Linked DNA regions of Sus scrofa: region 1 is linked to region 2. A link is a contact called in public Hi-C data. All regions are on one chromosome and are shown on one strand. The core of a region is the stretch at or near the end of the contact, and the rest is flanking DNA. Distances in the headings are between cores, read along the strand shown. Region 1 overlaps TJP2 (tight junction protein 2). Region 2 holds the start of FXN (frataxin, mitochondrial).

Region 1 (6,851 bases), core at 1,010-3,509, 130 kb after region 2:
TGTTTTCTCTCAGTTGTTCATTGGCTTGCTCTCAAGTGTCCAGCACAACTCCTGGTGTTTCTGTAAAATGTCTAATCCTGTGGGGGCTCAGGTCAGGCTTTTCTCTAGTGAAGTGAGAGAAGGAAGCCTTGTGGGTGATGCATGTTAGCCCTGGTATAGACCTCATCGAGTCCTCCCCACCAAGTGAGCGCGTAGACGTTAAAACCTGATTTCATAGGTGAGGACATTGAGGTTCAGAAATGTTAAGCAACTTGTTCATGTCACATGGCGTGTGTGACAGGGTGGGAATTTGAGCCAAAGTCCATTTAATTCACTTGAAACCTGTAGATTTTTTCCATTCCACCAGCCTCTGCTTTTTAGAATCAGATGAGCAGAGAAATAAAAGAAAATAGCAGCCCTCTGTTGATTTGTAGGATTTTACACATTATCACTGAAAGTATATAGAAATTTTTTGGGGTGGTTGTTTTTAGCTTTTTTCTCTTTTTATTGTTTTGATCTTTTTAGGGCCTCACCTGCTGCATATGGAGGTTCCCAGGCAAGGGGTTGAAAGAAATTTTTAATGTATAGTTGATTTACAATGTTGTGAAAATTTCTGCTGTACACCAAGGAACTCAGTCATATATATGTGTGTGTGTGTGTGTATACACATACCTATATATACACACACACACATTCTTTTTCTCATATTATTCTCCATCATGTTCTACACAAGAAGTTGGATATAGTTCCCTATGCTATACAGTAGTAATATATGGAAATTTTCCTCTAGGGAATTGTGAGTTGCGATTAACATATCAATGTTTTTAAGAGGTGTTTTCATTCTTAAGTGACCCATGTGTGTCCATTACTGTAGGACACCCCCAAAGACTAAGATGAGTGAGACACAGCCTTACGGGTAAGTAGATTACATAGACAACTAACTTAAATCACAGTTGTTACAGAAATGTTAAGACTGTCTTGCCAGGTGAAACAGAGTCTCTTCAAGTCTACAGCCTCTAGTTAGAATTGACTAACTAGAGGCTGTTTCCCACAGAAAACAGTTGTTGCTCATGTTAAGAAAAACTTGTTGTGGCTACCAAGTATATGGTTGTGGGATTCAGAAGAACATTCGTCTTAGATGTGCTGCTTTTTTGGGGAACATCCCTGTTAAGGATGAGAATCCCATCACAAGTTTTCTCAGGGTAAGAGTCTATCCTTTGAAAAACATCAAATACCTCTAAGAGGTTACCAGACATTCACACTTTAGTGTGAAGTAGGTCAGCTCTTTGTGCTATCTAGCTGAGATGGAATATATTGTTGAATTCCTGTTGATGGTACAGATAGAGAGGGAATTTTGGTGATGGAGCAGATGTTATGGAGTCCTGGGGGTTCACCTTTGGATGCTTTAGGGTAGGAGGATATTGAAAACCAGAGCAGCCAAGCCCATGGGGTAAAAAGAGTTGGAAGCTTCTAAGTGCAAACTGTTTCTTTCCTGTCCCCCCTGGAATTAAGAGTGCTTTTGTCTTTTCTTCACTGCTTCACTACATGGCTTTCTTCCCCCCAAGACCCAGAATTGATGAGTTTGATGAACTTTCATAGATAGCCTACTAAGGCTGACACTATTTGAAGTGTTGATTTTTGGTTCTAAGCTCAGCCATGACAAAGGCTGGATATATATTTCTGACCGGATTCTGAGTCAGACAGACTTCATGGTAGGCAGTGGAAACTTCTAGTGTTTTCACCCTCTCTTTTAAAAATTTCTCCTCAAGAGGGAGTTCCCGTCGTGGCGCAGTGGTTAACGAATCCGACTAGGAACCATGAGGTTGCGGGTTCGATCCCTGCCCTTGCTCAGTGGGTTAACGATCCAGCGTTGCCGTGAGCTGTGGTGAAGGTTGCAGACGCGGCTCGGATCCCGCGTTGCCGTGGCTCTGGCGTAGGCTGGTGGCTGCAGCTCCAATTCAGCCCCTAGCCTGGGAACCTTCATATGCCGCGGGAGCGGCCCGAGAAATAGCAACAATAACAACAACAACAAAAAAGACAAAAGACAAAAAAAAAATAAAATAAAATAAAATAAAAATTTCTCCTCAAGTGGCATTTGCCTTGGGGCTGTGGGTGCCAAATCGTCACTGTCTTTTTGTGAGAGTGCACAGACAGCAACCCAGCTTGAGATCAGGAGCCAAGGCTTTTACTTCTTTGTGTGTAACACATTTTTTCACACAGTGTCTTGCCCAACATGCAGGTTGATAATGCTACCACCTGTAGTTAATTATCCACTTGCAGGATTATCTGAAGCAGGATTTTGATCTCAGGCCAGCTTCCCCTGCAGTATATGATTGGAAACAGAGAACAAGTTCAGGTTTGTTTTTTTTTTCCCAAGGTAAAATATAACCAGAGACATTCCATTGCTACCAGAAACCAAGTGTAGTTCACTCTGAATTGACCTGACTTTTGGATTATGCACCCACTAATGACTTAGCCCTCATTAAGTAAAGACAGAAACAAGCAAATGAAACAAGGTTATCCCCAAATAGTGTCTGGATGCCGAGAACAGTCCGAAGGCTTATTGAAGATAGAAGTGAAAAAATCAAGGTGGAGGAAAGCAGGAATCAAGTGTGTGAACCTCCCTCGGTGCTAGTTGTGAGCACCTTGCTGGGTAAACTTTGTGTCTTGGTGGACAGATACCTGCACATCTGTTAGCAGTCAATTAACTAAATTTTGCAGAAATGTGGACTAGGGGTTAGCAAACTACAGCCAGCTGCCTTGTTGGTTGGGTGGTGGTGGTGTATTTTTTCCTGCCTGCTCTCCAAGAATTGTTCCTACCTTTTTAAACGGTTGCATTTTTTTTGGTGGTGGTGGAGGGAGGCCCTCTTGTGGCACATAGCACGTGAACGTTCTCCCGGCCAGGGATGGAACCCACACCACAGCAGCAACCCCAGCTGCTGTAGTGACACGCTGGATTAAATGGTTATGTTTCATTTTTTTAATTTTTATTTTATTTTTTGTCTTTTTAGGGCTGCGCCCTTGGCATATGGAGGTTTCCATGATGGGGGTCAAATCAGAGCTGTAGCTGCTGGCCTACACCACAGCCACAGCAAGATCAGATCCAAGCTCAGTCTGGGACACCACAGCTCACAGCAACACTGCATCCTTAACCCGCTGAGCGAGGCCAGCGATTGATTATTTTATTTATTTTTGTCTTTTTGCCTTTTCTAGGGCCTTCCTGCGGCATATGGAAGTTCCCAGGCTAGGGGTCCAATCGGAGCTGTAAGCCACCGGCCTACACCAGAGCCACAGAAATGTGAGATCCAAGCCGGCTCTGTGACCTACACCACAGCTCATGGCAATGCTGATTAACCCACTGATTGAGGCCAGGGATCGAACCCACAACCTCATGGTTCCTAGTCAGATTCGTTAACCACGGCGCCACGACAGGAATTCCCTAAATGGTTACATTTGAAATGGTTGTATAAGAGGTAATATCCTCTTACCTGCAGAGCCAAAAATGTGTACTATGTGGCCCCTTAAGAAAGTGTTTGCTCCGCCCTGGTTTAGAACTTCCAAAAACAGGGTGCTGGGTTTCTGGCCTATTCTTCTTCCATCTGGGAATAGGTATGTCAGATGCTGGGTTGTGAAAAATTCTGGCTTTATAAGGACGCTCTTGTCTGGGGTCCCTCTTGGCTGTGGGAAAGCTGGATGGAGAAGAGGGTGAGTCTGAGGACTGAAGGGGTGATTTGCTTCTGGTTTCGGTCTAGGAAGGTGACTGCTAACAGGGGCCAATTGAGAAGTTATGAATGTAGACGTCCTCCCGGTTAAGCAGTAACTTAAGTACAAGAAAACGGAGAAAGTGTACATCAAAACACATTTTATTTTGGGGGTGTAGAAAGGCCCTAAAAGTGAGATGTCCCTCTATGATAAAACGTTGCTTTCTAGGTTTTGGATATTCTTATTTATGCCCTGGGTTTCCAGCTTGGGAACAAATACTGTTGGTTGTATTTCCCAGTTGTTGGCTATTTTGCAAACAGTTCATTCTTTCCTATTGGGGAAAACTTTAAAGTTATGATAAATCACTGTCATGGTTGAAGTCTTGAAGAAATGTCGGGCAGGGGAGGAATTAATGATGTTCCTCTGACTCAGGGGATTTGGAAAGGCCGATAGACAGATCAGTAACGGATACCCCAGTTCAGTACACATTAACTGCCATTGTTCTCTGGACTGTTCTAGGCCTTTCTACATCCTAAAAAAAGCATCCTGTGAGGGTGGGGGGCTATGCTTAACAATGCCCATAGGCCTTTGTTTTCAAAGCCTGACTCACAGTAGATACTCAAGTATTAAGTGACTAAATGCCATATATTTAAAAAATGTCTCATGAAACATTACCACAGTTGCCTTTTTTTTTTTTAAGAGTGAGATTTCTTTAATTAAGGAAGTAGATTTGTGTGAAACTTCATGGTTTGTAAAAATTTCTGCATAAAATTCTCACTTGATCTTCACAAGAGTCTTTGATCTTCACACCACCCTTGATGTTCAGAGAACTTAGAAATTTTATAGCTGGTTGGTGACAAACTGGGATTCACTGACAGACCAGACCAGCTGGAGAGAGCTCAGCCTGTGGTGCAGCTGTCTGTTCCCCCAGTCCCAACGGCTAGGAAAGCAGAAGCTTGAGTCCTCTTGGCAGATGTGATAAAAGTCCTTCCCTGAATATTCTTTCATAGACAAGTTTTGGTTGTTGCTCATATTTAGATGAGCACTCTTTCCTTTTTCTTTCTCGCTCTCTTTTTTTTTTTTTTTTTTGCTTTTTAGGGCCGCACTTGCGGCATATGGAAGTTCGAGGATTAGGGGTTGAATTGGAGCTACAGCTGTTGTCCTGAGCCACAGCTACAGCAGTGCTGGATCCCTAACCCACTGAGGGAGGCCAGGGACTGAACTGGAATCCTCATGGATACTAGTCAGGTTTGTTACCACTGAGCCACAGTGGAAACTCCCCAGATGAGCACTCTTGGTAGTGCATTTTTAAAAAATTATTAGAGTATAGGTGTCTTACAATGTGGTATCAGTTTCAAGTGTACAGCAAAGTGCTTCAGTTATACATACACATATATCCATTCTTGGAGTGCCGTTGTGGCTCAGTGGTAACCTGACTAGTGTCCATGAGGACTCGGGTTTAGTCCCTGGCCCCGCTCAGTGGGTGAAATGATCTGGTATTGCTGTGAGCTGTGGTGTAGGTCACAGACACGGCTCAGATCTGATGTCATCGTGGCTGTGGCACAGGCCGATAGCTTAAACCCCTAGCCTAGGAACTTCCATATGCTGAAAAGCAAACAACAAAAAACCTGAAAAACAAACAAACAAAAAACCCACATGTATTCATTCTTTTTTTTTTTTTTAACCATATAGCTTATTACAGACTACTGAGTAGATTTCCCTGTGTTGTACAGGCGGTCCTTTTTAGTTATCTGTTTTATATACTGTAGTGTGTAGATGTTATTCTCATCCTCCTAATTTTCCCTCCAAGCTATAGTTTCCCTTATGGTAACCATAAGTTGATTTTGAAATCTGTATGTTTGTTTCTGTTTACAAATAACTATTTTTGTATTATTTTTATTAGATTCCATATGTAAGTGATATCCTATGATATTTGTCTTTTTCTGACTTTCTTCACTGAGTATGATAATGTCTAGATCCAAAATGTTGCTAAAAATGGCATTATTTATTTTTTTTATAGTGATTTTTATTTTTTTCCATTATAACTGGTTTACAGTGTTCTGTCAGTTTTCTACTGTATAGCAGGGTGACCCAGTCACACATATATGTATACATTCTTTTTTCTCACATTATCATGCTTCATCATAAGTGACTAGACATAGTTCCCAGTGCTAAACAGCAGGATTTCATTGCCCATCCATTCCAAAGGCAGTAGTTTGCATCTATTAACCTCAAATTCCCAGTCCATCCCACTCCCTCCTCTTGGCAAACACAAGTCTCTTCTCCAAGTCCATGATTTTCTTTTCTGTGGAAAGGTTCATTTGTGCCGTGTATTAGATTCCAGATATAAGTGATATCATAAGGTATTTGTCTTTCTCTTTCTGACTTACTTCAGTTAGTATGAGAAGCTCTAGTTCCATCCATATTGCTGCAGATGGCATATTTCATTCTTTTTTTAATGGCTGAGTAGTATTCCATTGTGTGTATGTACCAAATTTTCTTTATTTCTCTGTTGATGGGCATTTAGGTTGGTTCCATGTCTTGGCTGTTGTAAATAGTGCTGCAATGAGATAGTGCAGTTTGTTCCTTTGGTGCTTTGGCTTATTCTGGTGTCTGCATCCATTTCTCAGAATGCCTGGTAAACATTCCTGTTACATACCCAGATAACAGTTTCTTGGCCACTCCTAAATTATGTACTTGCGAAGGTGTCTTTGGCACTCAGCTTAGAAATTGTGGTTTGGTTTAGTCTTTCCTCACAGTCACAGAAGGGGGATCTTGGCTGGCACTTAAACCCTTGGATGGGTGCTGGGTGCTGTCAGCTGCCCTGAGAAGGCCATTACTTCCCCAGAAACTCAGTGCACATCCCCTTTTCTTTCTTCTTCTGGACTCCTGTATTAGTGACCTGCTGGGGCTGTCCACCTAGGCTTAGATTTCTTCTCTGCATCTCTGAAATCAAAGAATTTGGGAGTTCCTGTCGTGGCTCAGTGGAAATGCACCTGACTAGCATCCATGAGGACGCAGGTTTGATCCCTGGCCTTGCTTAGTGGGTTAAGAATCCAGCATCGCTGTGTGAGCTGTGGTGTAGGTTGCAGACGCAGCTCAGATCTGGCATTGATGGGGCTCCAGCATAGGCCAGCGGCTATAGCTCCGATTGGACCCCTAGCCAGGGA
Region 2 (5,979 bases), core at 1,638-4,137:
CCCCACCCTGCTGCCTAGAATACACAAATGGTGGCTGACCGACTAGCAGCTATTTTGGACTATGGGGACCAGGGCCACACCTCAGATGGCAGAGTGGAAAGCTGGAAGGGGCCTGGATCTCTCATAACTTGGCTGAACTGCCCAAGAACCCTGGATGCCAATTTCTCAACATCTTTGGATGTGAAAGAGAAATAAACTTCTGAATTGCTTAAAACATTATTTTCCTGTTCTCTGTTATACTCAGCAAAACCTAACTGGTGCACTCATTACCTGGAGGGTAGGGAGTAGGGTACACGGAAGGGTGTGGAAAGAACATGCATTTTTTTTTTTTTCCCCTTTTAGCGCCACACTCACAGCATATGGATGTTCCCAGGCTAGAGTTCAAATCAGAGCTGCAGCTGCTGGCTCATGCCACAGCCACAGCAACATCAGATCCAAGCCGCATCTGTGTCCTGCACAACAGCTCACAGCAATGCTGGATGCTTAACCCACTGAGTGAGGCCAGGGGTTGAACCCACATCCTCACAGAGACTATGTCAAGGTTCTTAACCCTCTGAGCCACAATGGGAACCCCAAAAGCACATATCTTGCTTTGAGTGGGGAAAGGGAACTAATGGTGAGATTCACTTTGAAGGTTTAGACTTTTAGAAAGATCACCTCATGGAGTTCCCTGATGACTCAGCAGGTTAAGAATGGGGCAGTGTCACTGCGGTGGCTCTGGTTACTGCTATGATATGGGTTCAATCCCTGGCCTGGGAATTTCACATGCCACAGATGCAGACATACACATACAAAAAAAGATCACTCTGTGACACTGGCTTAATTCACATTTGTGTTCAAAATGTACCCTACTGCAGGTTCTCAAAACTCAGGGCACTTTAGATTTCCCTGGAGGTCTCATTAAAACACAGATTTCTGGGCCTTACTCCTAGAGTCTGGATAAGACCTGAGAATTTGCATTCCTAAAGGCACTGGGTCCTACAGGGTCCCTCCACAGCTGTGTATAGCCATGGGGCTTTAGCCTCTTATCTGGTAAGCCCAATTCTCTTTGACAACCTCTCAGGATCTGGAGAAGGACAAATTCTTGGAGGCTTTAATATTCTCTGCTCTGCTCCTCTGAGCCTGTTTCCTTGGCCAAAAAGGCAAGGGCAGTGGTATCAACTTTGCCAGGAGCTGGAGCAGGTGCCTGGGCCCTTTCCATGCCAGAACATGCTAAGCATGCTGGTTAATCAGAGTGCAACTCTCTAAGTATATTTTGACATTCTGAGTATGTGAGGATGGGCCTGGGGCCAAGGCCAACAACCAACACACTTCCCTTTGCCGCCAATGGATTCTTCCCATGTGGCTTCAGTGGGTTCTTCTCAGACTTGGCACCACTGACATTTTGGTCTGGATGACTCTGTGTTGGGGGCGGGGGGCTTCCTATGCATAGCAGGATGTCTAACAGTATACCTGGGCTCTACCCACTTGATGCCGTTAGCACACACATGCACCCTACTCCCAACTGTGACAATCATAAATATTTCCACATACTTTATGGGGGAGAAATGACTTCTCCATGCCTGGCATATACATAACAGGTGCTCAGTATATGGCTGCTTAAAATTAATTGAATACAGGAGAACATCTCAGATCCAAAAGAATACCCTGTCAGATAGGCAGTCAAATCCCACTTCCTCTACCCTATTTTTTCAAGGCCCTGCCACTTCCTCCATGACGACGTCCTTGATTGCCCCCACCCCTACTTGTATATGCTCTCCCGTGCAACACCAACACCCAGTAGTTCATGTTCTTCTTTAACACTTGTCATTATCCTATTTATACAGATGTTTTATCTCCTCTGTTCATAAAATACTGAGATGGCTTTGGAAGAAATTTGACACTTTGTATCTCCTCTATCCACTATCTTTCCCATAAAGATGATATTCTCTAGTATGCATAGTTGACATTTTCTAAAGCATATATTCAAATATAAAAGAACTTCCATAATTTGTATTCCTTTGCAATACACAAACTAAGTAGAATTTTCTTTTATTTTTACTTACTTATTTTTGGTCTTTTTAGGGCCTCACCTGCAGCATATGGAAGTTCCCAGGCTAGGAATCAAATCAGAGCCGTAGCTGCCTATGCCACAGCCACAGCAATGCCAGATCCTATCCACGTCTTTGACCTACATCACAGCTCACTGCAACACCAGATCCTTAACCCACTGAGCAAAACCAGGGATTGAACCCACATCCACAAGGATACTGTCAGGTTTGTTTCTGCTGAGCCATAACGGAAGCTCCTAGAATTTTCTTTTAAAATGTATTAACATATTAATATTTATTGTGGGCTTAACAGGATTAAGGGCCTTTCCAAGAAAACTTTACATGGATTAACTCATTTTATCCTTACAACCACCGTATGAAGTAGAGACTTTTATACCCCATTTTACAGATGAGGCACAGAGAGGTTAATTAACTTCCTCACTGGTCACACAGGTAGGAAGTAGGCAGAGTTCAAATTTAAACCAAGCAATCCGTTTCCTGTCTGCACTCTTCTGCTATAATTTATACGGGCGGCCAAGCAGCTTCAAGACCTGAATTCCGTCCAGTTCACAGCAAAACTGCAGTTCCCAAATCCTTTCTGCATAAAATTCTGGAGCAGCAGGTCACTAAGCTGGTCTTGGAGTTGGGGACCTTAGTATTGCATTCACTATGTTGCCCAAGGGATAAGCCCTCTGCCTTGCACAAAGCAGCCTCTCTATTTTTGTTAAATGCAGAGGTGGTGCAAGGCTGGCAAGTTCTTCCTAAAGTGTAACATCTGGCCGTTTCCCAAGCCCACAGAAAAGGGGAGCTCGCGCCTGCGGCTGCGACCCGTGACCACCAGGTGGCGCCTGCCTTCCCCCGAGCAGGAGGGCGGAGCGGCTGCAGATCGCGAGGGACATGTGGACGCTCGGACGCCGAGCGGCTGCCGGCTTCCTTCCCCGCTCCGGGCCCCGAGGCTCTGCCCAGGCCCGCGCCGGGGCTCCGCGGCCGACGAAAGATCCCCAGCCTTATGGCTGCCGGGGTCTGCGCACCGGGACCGCCGCGGCCCGCGCACGCAACCAGTCGGTGAGTATCTGCGCCGGCAGCCGACAGGGCCACACGCCGGAACAAGGAGGCCGCGCACGCCGGGAACGCGCGCTCGCACCCGCTCCTTTGGGGCCGCGTTCGGGCGGGGGCGGGAGGCGGCGGCACCTTGCGGTGAGACCCCTAGTCTTGGTTTCTCAGAGAGTCTTTTGTACTGGCTTCCGCTTTCCGGGGAAAAGAGACTGTTTTTTCCTGCAATTCAGCTGCGGGAACTGCGCGGGCAAAGGCAGGGAAGGTGCACGGGGTCGGCTCTTAGGGACCAGGGGTGACTCTAAGCTTGTCACCTCTTTGCGAGAACTTAAGTAATAATTAAGTGCTAGTTACTGTAATATTCCTATATGTATATTATCTGTACTATTAGTACCCAGTACATAGGACTATTTCAATAAAATATATATCAATATAATAGTATATTATATAAATATGTATACTATCAGAGTGATTTTTTTAGGCATGGGCTTTTATGAACAAAAATGCTTTCATCGAGCGACGTGAAGATGTCAAGCTTTCAGAGCACAGTCACTGGAGCAGCGGGGCTTTTAGATTGGGCCTGGGTTCCAAATTCTAGCTCCTTCCTCGACTCCACATGGTGGGTGACCCTTCGGGGGATCCTGGGAACTCTGAGGCGTGGCTTCCTTTTCCATGAAGAGGAGATTCCCATTTTGCCAAGCAGGCATGAGGTTTAATTAACATATATAAAGTCTTCAGCAGTTCACTTTCTTCCCCCGAGGATACAAAAGAAATATCTGACCCAGTTACTCCACGACTAGAAAGGAGGAAGCCCAAAGAAAAGCTGTGGGATTAAGGCTGCCTGGGAGGATGTTTAATCCGGGTCTGATGATGTTAGGGAGCCGTGCTGGCCTTCAGGAGAAGACCTTGTGGGCAAAGGCCTGGGCAGCGGACTAGAGATCAGCTCTAAGTGGCTGGTGACCGGATGGGCTTGGTGATGGAGGTGGCAGGTGAAATCCAACACACAGTGTTGGTGGAGCTCCGGAACTTGGACTTTCCGCTTAAACCTCCCACTGGCATGTGTTATTTGGCCTTCTGTGAAGAAACACTGGGGTAGGTTGCCAACACTCAAAGTTGGGATCGTGGATCTCCCCTCTTCTCAGGAAAACTAGGCGGTTATAGCCACACAGGTCCCACACTTCCCTTCTGCAGAACACAGACTTGTTGCTGTGTTTATTCTGCTGAGACTTGCTCCTTGTGATCAAGTGTCAGTTTTGAGATTTTGTTGATGCACACAGCTGTCCATTTATTTGCTTTCTCTGCTGGATCATGCCGCTGTCCATTTATTTGCTTTCTCTGCTGGATCATGCCGGTTGGGTGAGTATGTTCCACCTTGTCCAGGCTCCGGTTGAGTCCTATAGGCTGCTCTTACAGTGGTGCTGCAGTGGGCATTCCTGTGAGTGGACAGAACTGCCTTTGGGGTGAAGTCTTCAGCCTGGCATTGCTGAGCGAGGGGCTGGCAAACGTTCCACGCACTTGATGCAAAGAGTGGTTGTACTGCTACGTCTTCCCCAGTACTGGAGGACAACCCATTCACACTTCAAGCTTGTGGTTTGACAAGGCCCAGGGGACCAAGGGGACCCGTGGGGGAAGGCTGGCCTCCCTGCTGGCCATCAGGCCAGGCCTCAGCAGGATTCTGCCTTTGTTGGGTCATGTGGTTCCAGGGCCTGAGCTCAAGCCTGTGGGCCTAGAACTATCTGGTATTCCCTCCAAGGTCTCCCTTGAGCCAGCCCTGTGCTGAGCTGACTGCATCACTGAACCCTGGTGACTTGAGTAGGCAGACATACCGCCAACACATGGTCCAAGGGCTCCGGGTGACCTGGGTGGCTTTGGGGGAGCACTCGTGATACCGCCTTCCCCCCATGAACTCCATCTGCCTCCCTCAGGCAGAGAAAGACAGCTACTCTTTGGGGCAAGGACAGGATTTTCGTTTCTGACCTCTTCCCTCCCCACACTTCTGCTGACCTGCTTCAAAACAGACATCAAGGAGTTCCCATCGTGGCTCAGAGGAAACAAATCTGACTAGCATCGTGAAGACACAGGTTCAATCCCTGGCCTTGCTCAGTGGGTTAAGGATCCCGTGTGGCTGTGGCTGTGGCTTAGGCCAGCAGCTACAGCTCCAATTCAACCCCTAGCCTGGGAACCTCCATATGCCGTGCATGCGGCCCTAAAAAGACAAAAAATAAAAAAAATATAGACATTGAACACCCTCAGGCCCCATGTTAAGAGTATCAGTGTCCTCTTGTTGAATCCTCGTAACCAGGCTGTATGATCCCGGCCTTCAGAGAAGGTAGCAGAAGCTGGGACTTTCAGCAGTTACCCAGGGAATGTTAGATCAGGAAGAAGAGGTAAGAGACAGAGGCAGGGAACCTGGGGCGCTGTTCCTCATGTGAATAAAAACAGCTGAATAGGGAATTCCTGTCATGGCTCAGTGATTAACAAATCCAAGTAAGAACCACGAGGTTGCGGGTTCAATCCCTGCCTGGCCTTGCTCAGTGGGTTAAGGATCCGGCATTGCCGTGAGCTGTGGTGTAGGTTGCAGACGCGGCTCAGATCCCGTGTTGCTGTGGCTGTGGCATAGGCTTGGCAGCTACAGCTCCAATTAGACCCCTAGCCTGGGAACCTCCATATGCCATGGGTGTGGCCCTAGAAAAAAGTAAAAGGACAAAAAAAAAAAAAAAAAAAGAAAGAAAGGGGTCTAATCAGAGTTGAAGCCGCTGGCCTACGCCACAGACACAGCAACACGGGATCTAAGCCTCGTCTGTGACCCACACTACAGCTCACGGCAATGCCAGATCCTTAACCCATTTGGTGAGGCCAGGGATCGAACCCACAACCTCATGGTTCCTAGTCAGAT

What was found. A called contact is a pair of places that touch in the nucleus more often than the background predicts.
Region 1: a Hi-C map of liver shows a contact between it and region 2, with 3 times the contacts expected there. The contact joins the enhancer-like site here to the promoter of FXN in region 2. A contact is called at or near these places in 4 of 5 promoter capture datasets (fetal liver, fetal skeletal muscle, liver and 1 more), 31 of 47 Hi-C or Micro-C datasets (adipocytes, adipose tissue, alveolar macrophages and 18 more) and 2 of 2 datasets of contacts at active chromatin or transcription factors (alveolar macrophages and skeletal muscle).

Annotation. Positions count from the first base shown.
Region 1 is chr1:222,539,377-222,546,227 of Sscrofa11.1, forward strand. The region is part of intron 2 of TJP2 (tight junction protein 2); the gene reads left to right. Among named protein-coding and RNA genes, the nearest start is that of TJP2, 68 kb to the left of the region's middle. Within about 2 kb of position 2,260, at least 13 of the 83 cell types and tissues checked have an H3K27ac peak or open chromatin away from gene starts, as enhancers often do. A contact at or near this core is called in fetal liver and liver, where this site is marked.
Region 2 is chr1:222,409,598-222,415,576 of Sscrofa11.1, forward strand. FXN (frataxin, mitochondrial) reads left to right here and starts at 2,888. Exons shown (of 7, transcript XM_021064638.1): 1 at 2,888-3,095. The coding sequence starts at 2,928.